Linked DNA regions of Xenopus laevis: region 1 is linked to region 2. The links are chromatin contacts, called in public Hi-C maps. All regions are on one chromosome and are shown on one strand. The core of a region is the stretch at or near the end of the contact, and the rest is flanking DNA. Distances in the headings are between cores, read along the strand shown.

Region 1 (5,005 bases), core at 1,053-3,552, 100 kb before region 2:
TTAGGCTGGGGCAATAAGGTCATTATATAAAATATGGCATTTTTAGCCACATTCATTTTTAGGATTTATTTCTCCTTCAGAAATGCCAGGGCATATTATGAATCCCAGTTTGGCAGTGGGTCACTCAATAAAAGCGGCTGTTGCTTCATTTTATACAGGCAGGGGTGTTCCAGGAGTGTTCCGTTTGTTGACGCCTGTGTTTTTTTTTCCGCACCCCCCCCAGAGTACAACCTGAATCATGGTTCTCACCTTAGCAAAAATGGCACTGTGTATAGGTCATTCAAGCAGTCCGGCACATGACTCCAGTTGCCTCTCTCCCCCCCCCCAAAAAAAGTATACAGCATTAGTGCGCATGCGGGCACGAGCGCAGGGGGCATGTTAGGAGCAGTGTGAGGTTAGGTACTGGGAGAAGGGCCATTGAGTCGCAGTCCCATTGCACACCTCCCAACATTTTGGAAAAATAAAGAGGGACAAAAAAGTTGCAGCGCGTAGCATGGAATTTTTATGACCACGCCCATTTTTGTGGCCACACCCTCTAATTACCATGTTCATTTTAAAATAATTTGAAGATTATAAAAGTTTGAACATATTTCTGTGTTTTTTTTTCCAGTTATCACAGTTATGCTAATGAAGGTGAATTGCCCTTTAAGCTGTGCGTCTAAAGCTGGCCATAGATGTAAAGATTTTTAAAAGATCGCATCGTTATTGTGAGACGAAGATTATCTCGAAACAATCGTATAAATGTACGATGTGTCCATCAACTAAAAAGGCGATATTGCTAGGAAAACTGAGGGTAGCTGCCTGCTTGGCCCTGCAGACATAGATAGATTGCACTGGGTACGATCGTTCGAATCCAACTAACCGCACGATAATTTGACGGATTGGTCGGACTGCACTGAAATTGGTCGTTCACCAAACAAGAATCGTCACGTCTATGGGGACCTTAAATTTTCCCAAGGGATCTGTTAACTTATATTGTTACAATGACTTATTTGCTTATCTAGATACATTTGAATTGTTACAAATGTATATTATCTTCTGTTGTTTGTGGCTGTTCTGTGCTCTCTGCCAAAAGCCAATTAAGTAAGAAACTCTGTTTCTTTTTCTGCCTGTTGAGTGCAGAGAAAAACAGGACATTCCAGTACAAATGAGGGACTGCAGGTTGAGCTGTCAAAAGAGGGACTGTCCCTCTAAAGACGGGACAGTTGGGAGTTATGCCATTGGACCCTGAATCGTCAGTCAGACTCTGGTTGGAGTGGGCAAGACAGGGTCAGGCGCAGGTTCACAACCCAATACCAGCTACTAATTATAAAGATCTTTATAAAGACATTTGGTCCCGTTTAGACAAATGCCCCCTTTACCTGTTTATTAAAACAGCCCTGATGCAAAAGGGGTGGTTCACCTTTGAGGTAACGTTTAGTATGTAATAGAATGCCTAGCTACTTTGCAATTGGTCTTCATATGCTATACTTTTTGAGTTATTTGCCTCTTTCTTCTGATCCTTTCCAGCTTTCAAATGGGGGGTCACTGACCCTATCCTACAACAAATGTTCTGTAAGACTACATATTTATTGTTATTGCTACTTTTTTATTACTCATCTTTCTATTCAGGCCTCCCCTATTCCAGTCTCTTAGTCAAATCAGTGCATGGTTGCTAGGGTAGTTTTGACCCCAGCAACCAGATTGCGGAAATTGCAAACTGGAGAGCTGCTGAATTAAAAGATCAATAACTCAACACCCACAAATAATAAAAAATGAAAACCAATTGCAAAGTGTCTCAGAATATCACTCTCTACGTTGTACTAAAAGTTAATTTAAAGGTGAACAACCTCTTTAAAGGGAATTCTAGATAAAAAATAAAATTTGTTCTAACGCAAAAAAATATCATTCTAGTTTCCTGTTATTCTCTGCACTGGCGGTTCTCACTATGACAACAATGTAGCAAAGGGGCAGCTGATTATCAGTCCCTGCTGTGAAGCATGCAAGGCATTGTGGGAAGTGAATGTAGGCTGGAGGAGCTGCTGCACTATTGCAAACGTCAGAACCAGCAGTGCAGATTGGGACAGAGAGTTTTGGGTTATTTGTATCTACATTACAAACATGTACAGAGGCGCTCCCTATGTAACAAAAACGCCAAGCCAATATCGCTTGGCCAGAGTCACTGAGCGGATTACAAGCACAGCGACTACGAATTTGCGATTTTTACAGCGCTGCGGGGAGCGAAAAGATGCTCAGTGGGCGCGGCTCCATCAGATGACTTGGGGCGGAGTTATCTGTCCCTTGCCGATCACTAAACGTCGTAGCCCCGCCCGGACGATGACACGCCCCCTCTGCGTCATGACGATTGACGCCGAGTGAAGGCAAAGCGGGTGTGTTCAGTCTGGACTGGAGCTGCTGGAGAAATCAGTGAGTGAGTAGAGAATACATGTCTGTTCTATGTCTGTTCTACTGGCATGGCCACACTGGGAACACATTTATGCCTTAGAGCAGCGACAGGTCCTTCTTGCGCTACTGATAGGGGTGATCAATGAAAGAATGCGCTTACAGGCTTGCCCTGCATTTCCATAGGGGGTTCATTTGCCAACACTGGGCACATTTACCTCTGGACATTTAACCAGGGCGGAAAGACAGATGTTTACTTTCATAGTTCTTCCGCAGCTGGCTGAAAAATATGTTTGCTGGTTGCTATGGGTTACTGCCCTGGTGCAAATTTGCCCAGTGTTCATGCATTTTCCCTTGTATTGATGTAAGGTGGGGGGCGGGGCACAGTCTTCAGGAAATTGGTATGTTTAGTTGTGTTTGAAGTGTATATGCTCAGACTGCTTGCCATTAGTCTTTTCTATCTATCTATCTATCTATCTATCTATCTATCTATCTATCTATCTATCTATCTATCTATCTGTATATGTCTATCTAGCTATCTTCATCTATGCATGCATCTGTACCAGCCAGTGCCATCTTTTCTGTGGCAGCCTCTGTGTATTTATTATGCCTGCATTGATTAGAAGTAGTGACCGAGTTCTCCATCCTGCCCTCCCAGGTGACCAGGAAAGGGAAAGGTCTGCCAGAGGTGCTAGGAACCATAGTTTCAGCCAAGCTGGAGATGTAGTTACTGTGCAGTATGAAGTTTGCCAGGGGATGCTGGGAGATTTGGGTGTATTCTTGCATATAAGCTGCCTCATAGCTACTGGTGACAGCCAAGGGCTGTAAGTGGATTCTGGGAGCTGTAGTTGAACAATGTAGTCTGCTTGTGCCAAGCAAAGGCTGTCGGGGAATGCTGAGAGCTGTGATTGAACAAGTGCTGGAGATATGCTCACTCACAGGTTGGAATTGCTGCTTTATTATTAAAACTGCACATGGTGTTAAATGTGTGAGTAAACTAAATGTGAAATAATAATGAGGCACAGCAAGGGCACATGGAGCATGCAAATGTTATTTGGGTGATAACTGGTTGTGTTACTGGCAGGCTCTAGCATTAACATGGGAGCAGTGCTACTTGCCTCTGTGTGTTACACTATACAGGAATGTATTGCCTCTGTTTCTGGGCCATGGCTTTCTGTTTTCTTCTTCCATATGGGTTGCTCTGCTGTCTCTTCCATGTACTGCTCTACCCGGCCTTGTTATACATTGTTCTTCTTCTCCCTCCCGTGGCTCTTCTGTTTTCCTGACAGCCTTCCAACGTGCTTTTCCCAACTGTTTCCCCTTTTCATATCTATGGCATTCATTCATCCCTGTACTTCTAACCATCTGCAGCAGAAATATCCAGACCATTCCTATCCCCCCCTATCGGACACCTGTGGGATTGTCTAGATAGCCCAATGCTTACACAGCACTCTACAGTGATCATTCTTCATCCACATCAGTCCCTGCTCCAGTGGAGCTTACAGGCTAAGTTCTCTATGGTCCACGCACATAGGATCAGTTTATGGGGAGCCAGTTAAACACCTTTATTTGTTTTTGGGTTTGAAAGTAGAGACTAGCCATGGGGACCCCACACAGACATGAGGAGAAAACTCTTGTAAATGCATTTTCATTCATTCATTCATTATGTGGATTCAAAAATACCCACATAATATCTGGTTCCCACTTAGAATGCACAGCTTGTTCATGATCCTCAATAATGCTCCATGATGCTTGCAATTTACCAAAACAGACACCAGTATGAAAGTTAAGACACTCTTTTCTCATACTGCATGTGTCTGTGAATGCCATGACTAAAGCATAAATAATGGCATTTGCATCCAATTCACTTTGCACAGGTCTATTGTGGATATGCACCCCGAGAATTACTGTCAGATTCAGGCTGCTGCTAATTCCAGGGTTCCCTTGCATCCATGCACATTGGCACCTGTCCTACATTGCTGAGGAGCATGTGTGGATGCAAGTACCTTTGTTAATGGTGTCAGTGCACACTCACCTTTTTATCCTGTGGGATCAAATTTGATATGAACAAACTAAAAATGTCATAATCTTTGCTGAAATCATGCTGAGCATCTCTTGTCCAGATTGTTTGGGTTGTTGGCTTGAACAAATGGAACAGTAGATAATATAGTGAATAAAGTACCCCCTCTTGTAAAATATAAGGATATTATAAGTTACCGAGGAGTTTCATGACCATATAAAAACACGAGGCCGAAGGCCGAGTGTTTTTATACAGGTCATGGAACTCCGAGGTAACTTCTAATATCCTCATATTTTACAACCGGGGGTACTTTATTTATTATAATACACAAATTTCAGTGAGTCATGTGACAGAAATGACATCAGAACTCACCGTTTATAACTGATGACATCAGAACTCACCGTTTATAAGGATATAATTTACAAGATATTCATGGCTTTTGTGTATTATAATGTTTATTATGGTCACCCAAGTGCAGGCCTGCGCTGGCAATCTGTGGGTTATGGCAAATGCCAGATTGGCTGCTTTAAGATACCACAGACAGTCACTATTTATTGGGCTGGTGTGAGCTATTTGGGCCTTGTTGTACTTGGAATGCCAGAG
Region 2 (5,380 bases), core at 2,260-4,759:
GAGATATTATTGGTTATATGTACTGTTAATATGAAAGAATTTTGTTATAACCGCAATACCTACCACCAAGTAGTCAAGGAAGTTGTCAGGAGAAAGAAAGAGGCTGCTGTGATGTTCTTCTGCTTAGGAAAGATGTGAGAAAGGTTTCTAATTGTATTCCTCTTTCTTTCTCCTGACAACTTCCTTGACTACTTGGTGGTAGGTATTGCGGTTATAACAAAATTCTTTCATATTAACAGTACATATATCCCTTAAAGGAGAATTCAGCCGTCAACTAAGAAACCTGTACCCCCCTACCCTACGAAGACCCCCTCCCTCCTCCCCCCAGCCTCGGTGCAGATCCAGGAATCGCAGGGCCCACAATTGGATCAGCCCGATATCGCCCACTTTAATGTGGGCATTTTGGGGAGAGATACGCTCGTTTGGTGTCATTGCCAAACGAGCGCATCTCTACGTCTATGGCCACCTTTAGATTGCAATCTCTATTAGGGACTGCTGCGAAATATATTAGTTCCATATAAATAAAGGGTACATAGTATCAGCATGTATAGTAAACTAGCTCTTTATATTAATGTGATTTTATACTTCTTTTATCTAAGGGTAGTTGTATAACCTTTAGTATATGTTAGGGACAGGCTGTCACTTGTAATGATTTTGCTCTCAAGATTCTCTCTCATCGTCTCATCTGGGTTATTTAATTAGTCCGATACCAAATGAAAATAGTCAGGTAATTATTTTATAAACTACTGTTAAGTCTGTGACGAAAGCTATAAACTGATTACGTTGCTGTCGGGTTCCTATTTGTAGGTGTTGCTGTGCAATTAACATACACCAAGGATGTGATTTAGAACCACTCGTCAGACAAGCACTCTCCCTTTGGCAGTGAAGGGGTTAGGTCAGCCGTTTCCAGTCTCTGCTCCGCCCACAGAGGCGGGGCCAGGGACTCATCCCCTGACTGACAGTTTCAGGTGGTGAGATACCTCGGCAGTGGCTGAGGAGCAGCTGAGAAGTGAGAGGCATGCAGGAGGTGAGAGAAAATAGACATGCACTGGGAGCAAATACTGAGGCTACGCAAGCAGGAGGTGAGAGATCGGGGCACATGGGATCTGCTGATAGCAATCTATAGGGATAGAGTCATGTGTCTGTTGCAGCTGTGCATTTCATGTGTCGAGGAATCCGGGCTGCATGTGTGCCCTGAAATAGAATTAGTCTTGAAATGCGACCAGGACGTGGGGATACTGGGCTGCACCTGGGGTCGGTATCAAGCTTTCGAATGAACCCCTGCAGCTCCCTAGTGCCAGGAGTATGAGTTAGACTGCACTGAGTGTCTGATAGATAGGGGGCTCCATGGTTTGCTTCTTATAGATTTATTGTGCTGAACATAGTACATTATAGTAGTCATTGAGCGAGCCCAGGTGCATGTGGGCCAGTCTGGGTATTGCCGAAGGAGGGCACAGCATAGCAGGACAAGCAAAGCCTGAAACTGACAGTTAACGTGAGTGTGAGATGGATATCAGGCAGGAACAGATCCTGTAGATACAGTAGATAGACTGATACTGCTGCTTTTGGCACCCTATTACATGCAGCGCTTCATTCTCATTGCCAAGTATTGGCCAGTGCTAGACTCCCTGCAAACTTTCACCCTGTTTTTACACTCGTGTATGGCATGGGCATAATAATCCGTGGATGCCTCTCTGTAAATAACCCACTTGCGTACAGGAGATTCTGCCCCGTGGTCAGTCCTGTGCCTCCTTCTGAACGCAGAATTATTGGATATCACAGTCTTGTTTGAAGAGCAGGCACTCAGAGAGCCGTCCTCCAGTTCATAGGCCTATGACTAAGTGTTGTGAGAACACGAAACGCGTAAGGCTGTAATCTATGCTTGAACTTTAATAAACACCTTTTTTTTTTAAACAGCAACTGCCTGGAGGACTGCTCTAGTGCTCTAGAGTGCCTACTCTACAAACAACATGGTGATATCTGCTCTCCTTTAAAGGAACAGGAACAGCACCAACATTTTTAAGTTTTTTAAATTAATGAAAATATCATGTAGTGTTGCCCTGCACTGGTAAAACTGATCTATTTGCTTCAGAAACACTACTTTAGTTCATATAAACAGGCTACTGTGTAGCAATGGTGGAAATTGGAAAAAGGCTATATGGCTATATGGATAACAGATAACATGTTCTACAGAACTTTTCTGCTATCTGCTGTGTAACCTGAGCCTTTTCTTTTTTGAATGGCTTCCCCCATGGCTACACAGCAGTTTATTTATATAAACAATAGTAGTGTTTCTGAAGCAAACAGCAGTTTTACCAGTGCAGGGCAACACTGCAATATATCTATACCATTTCATTTTTTGATGTTGCTGTTCCTTTAAGCTGAAGGCTCAGGGCAGGGAACCTCGGCCTCCTCATATACGTTGTGAGTGTCCAAAAAAATTTGATGGTACAGAAATATTGAAAAATGGCGGTGCTTCATTTTCGTAGAGGAAACTTCAGGCGACTTCGGAAAGCGCCGGGAGTGCTGTCCCGCTGGCAATTTTTCATTATAGCCGGCAGGAAGGTAGGGGAAGGCAGTTCGGGGAAATTGACGCCCCGAAGAAGAGGTGATTTGTTGCCGGGGCGACTAATCTCCCCGAATCTGCCCGTGTGCCTTTACCCTTAGCTGTTAGTCTAACTTTTCCCAAGAGACATGTTATCTTATATTGTTAAAATGACTTATTTGCTCATCTAGAAATTGTTAGAAACGTATCTTATCTGCAGATGTGGCTGTTTCTTTTCCTGGCCATTCAATGCAGAGAAAAACAGGACTTTCCAGTACAAATGAGGGACTGCAGGTTGAGCTGTCAAAAGAGGGACTGTCCTGCTGAAAATGGGACAGTTGGGAGGGATGAGAATTAGGGATGCACCGAATCCAGGATTCGGTTTGGGATTCAGCCTTTTTAAGCAGGATTCAGATTCGGGCGAATCCTTCCACCGGCCGAACCGAATTCGAATCCTAATTTGCATATGGAAATTAGGGGTGGGGAGGGAAACCGCGTGACTTTATGTCACAAAACAAGGAAGTAAAAAATGTTTCCCCTTCCCACTTTAATTTGCATATGCAAATTAGGGTTCGGATTCGGTTCGCTATTCGGCTGAATCTTTCATGAAGGATTCGGGGGTTTGACCGAATCCAAAATTGTGGATTCGATGCATCCCTAAGAAAATAGGGCCTGGCATTCCAAGTACAGAGAGGGCCAATCAGCCCCCCCACCAGCCCACGAAATAGTGACTTTCTATGGCAGCTTATGGCAGCCCCTCTGGCATTTGCTCTGTACCCATGTATAAATGATGTTCTGTGAGCTACCCACCCCATATAAACTGCCATTGGAATCAAGAAGGGAGTGTGACCAGCACTGGGAGGGGGGGATTAAGCAAAAGCACATGACCCGTCAGAGGCCCAGATCTGTGCCCTCCCCTTGTTAATGGAACAGGAGCTTCACACAGGGCCTCCTCTGGCCACTAAGAATGGGTCATTGTTTCTAGGGAAGGAAGGCCCTGGTACCTCTAATCCCTCATGCAAAACTCCTGACCACTGACCACCATGGGGATTTACGGATTACATCGGATGGGGAACTGTGACAAGAAAATCTTACCCCCCCCCCCCTAAAGCAATAATTGTGCTGTCTGTTAAACACAGGGGATTAACCCCGTCTCTGCTGTAGTGGCTTAGACGTCTAAGCAGCAAGGCTGCTGTGAACTTGAATACCGCCAAATATCTATTTAAAGGAATTGTTCAGTGTAAATAAAAACTAGGTAAATAGTTTAGGCTGTGCAAAATAAAAAATGTCTCTAATATAGTTAGTTAGCCAAAAATGTAATGTATAAAGGCTGGAGTGACTGGATGTGTAACATAATAGCCAGAACACTACTTCCTGCTTTTCAGCTCTCTTGGTTTCCACTGATTGGTTACCAGACAGTAATCAGAGACTTGAGGGGGGCACATGGGTCATATCTGTTGCTTTTGAATCTGAGCTGAATGCTGAGGATCAATTGCAAACTCACTGAACAGTTATGTCCCATGTGGCCCCCCTTCAAGTCACTGACTAACTCAGAGTTAAGAGAGTTGAAAAGCAGGAAGTAGTGTTCTGGCTATTATGTTAGACATCCAGTCACTCCAGTCTTTATACATTACATTTTTGCCTAACTAACTCTATTAGAAACATTTTTTATTTTGCATAGCCTATCTATATACCCAGTTTTTATTTTTACACTGAACTGTTCCTTTAAGGCTGCTGGGTGTTTAATTCTCAAATACATCCTTGCCTTGGTCTGTCCTATAAGCACTGCCTGTTCGCTACCCAATTGTACTGAGTTTTACATTATAAAGACAGAGATTCCTGTGTCTGTATCAAGTTTAGTTGGGGGTAAATGTGAAATGTTATTAATGAATCATTTGTCAGTGTATATAAATAATCATTACTGTTATTCTCCCACAGCTCGACCGGCTGGAAGGGGGCAACCTCTCACAGGCGTCCAGCATGGTGTCCTCGGGTGCAGACGGAATGCTCGGCACAGACGGGGTTGATGGAACTCCGGATCCACAGCGAACCAAAGCCGCCATCCTGCAGCTGCAGCAGAAGATCCTCAAACTGACAGAGCAAATCAAAATTGAGCAGACGGCGAGAGACGACAACGTAGCGGAATACCTCAAGCTGGCAAACAATGCTGACAGGCAGCAGGGGGCCCGCATCAAGCAGGTGAGGACTACAGGCAGTTAAAGTTGTTTTTGGTTCATAAAGGTGATATAAACCTTTCCTAAAACTTAAAGGGATACTGTCATGGGAAAAAAAATTTTTTTCAAAATGAATCAGTTAATGGTGCTGCTCCCGCAGAATTCTGCACTGAAATCCATTTCTCAAAAGAGCAAACAGATTTTATATTCAATTTTGAAATCTGACATGGGGCTAGACATATTGTCAATTTCCCAGCTGCCCCAAGTCATGTGACTTGTGCTCTGATAAACTTCAATCACTCTTTACTGCTGTACTGCAAGTTGGAGTGATATCACCCCTCCCTTCCCCCCCCCCCCCAGCAGCCAAACAAAAGAACAATGGGAAGGTAACCAGATAACAGCTCCCTAACACAAGATAACAGCTCCCTGGTAGATCTAAGAACAACACTCAATAGTAAAAACCCATGTCCCACTGAAACTCCTTCAGTTACATTGAGAAGGAAAAACAGCAGCCTGCCAGAAAGCATTTCTCTCCTAAAGTGCAGGCACAAGTCACATGACCAGGGGCAGCTGGGAAATTCACAATATGTCTAGCCCCATGTCCGATTTCAAAATTGAATATAAAAAAATCTGTTTGCTCTTTTGAGAAATGGATTTCAGT

What was found. A called contact is a pair of places that touch in the nucleus more often than the background predicts.
Region 1: a contact with region 2 is called in a Hi-C map of the XTC cell line, with 3 times the contacts expected there. The contact joins the promoter of tmcc1.S here to the enhancer-like site in region 2. A contact is called at or near these places in 2 of 4 Hi-C or Micro-C datasets (the XL177 cell line and the XTC cell line).

Annotation. Positions count from the first base shown.
Region 1 is chr4S:111,219,715-111,224,719 of Xenopus_laevis_v10.1, reverse strand. tmcc1.S (transmembrane and coiled-coil domains protein 1) reads left to right here and starts at 2,302. Exons shown (of 8, transcript XM_018261364.2): 1 at 2,302-2,410.
Region 2 is chr4S:111,120,405-111,125,784 of Xenopus_laevis_v10.1, reverse strand. tmcc1.S (transmembrane and coiled-coil domains protein 1) reads left to right here. Exons shown (of 8, transcript XM_018261364.2): 5 at 4,484-4,744. Among protein-coding and RNA genes, the nearest start is that of plxnd1.S, 30 kb to the right of the region's middle. Within about 2 kb of position 3,509, at least 1 of the 7 cell types and tissues checked has an H3K27ac peak or open chromatin away from gene starts, as enhancers often do.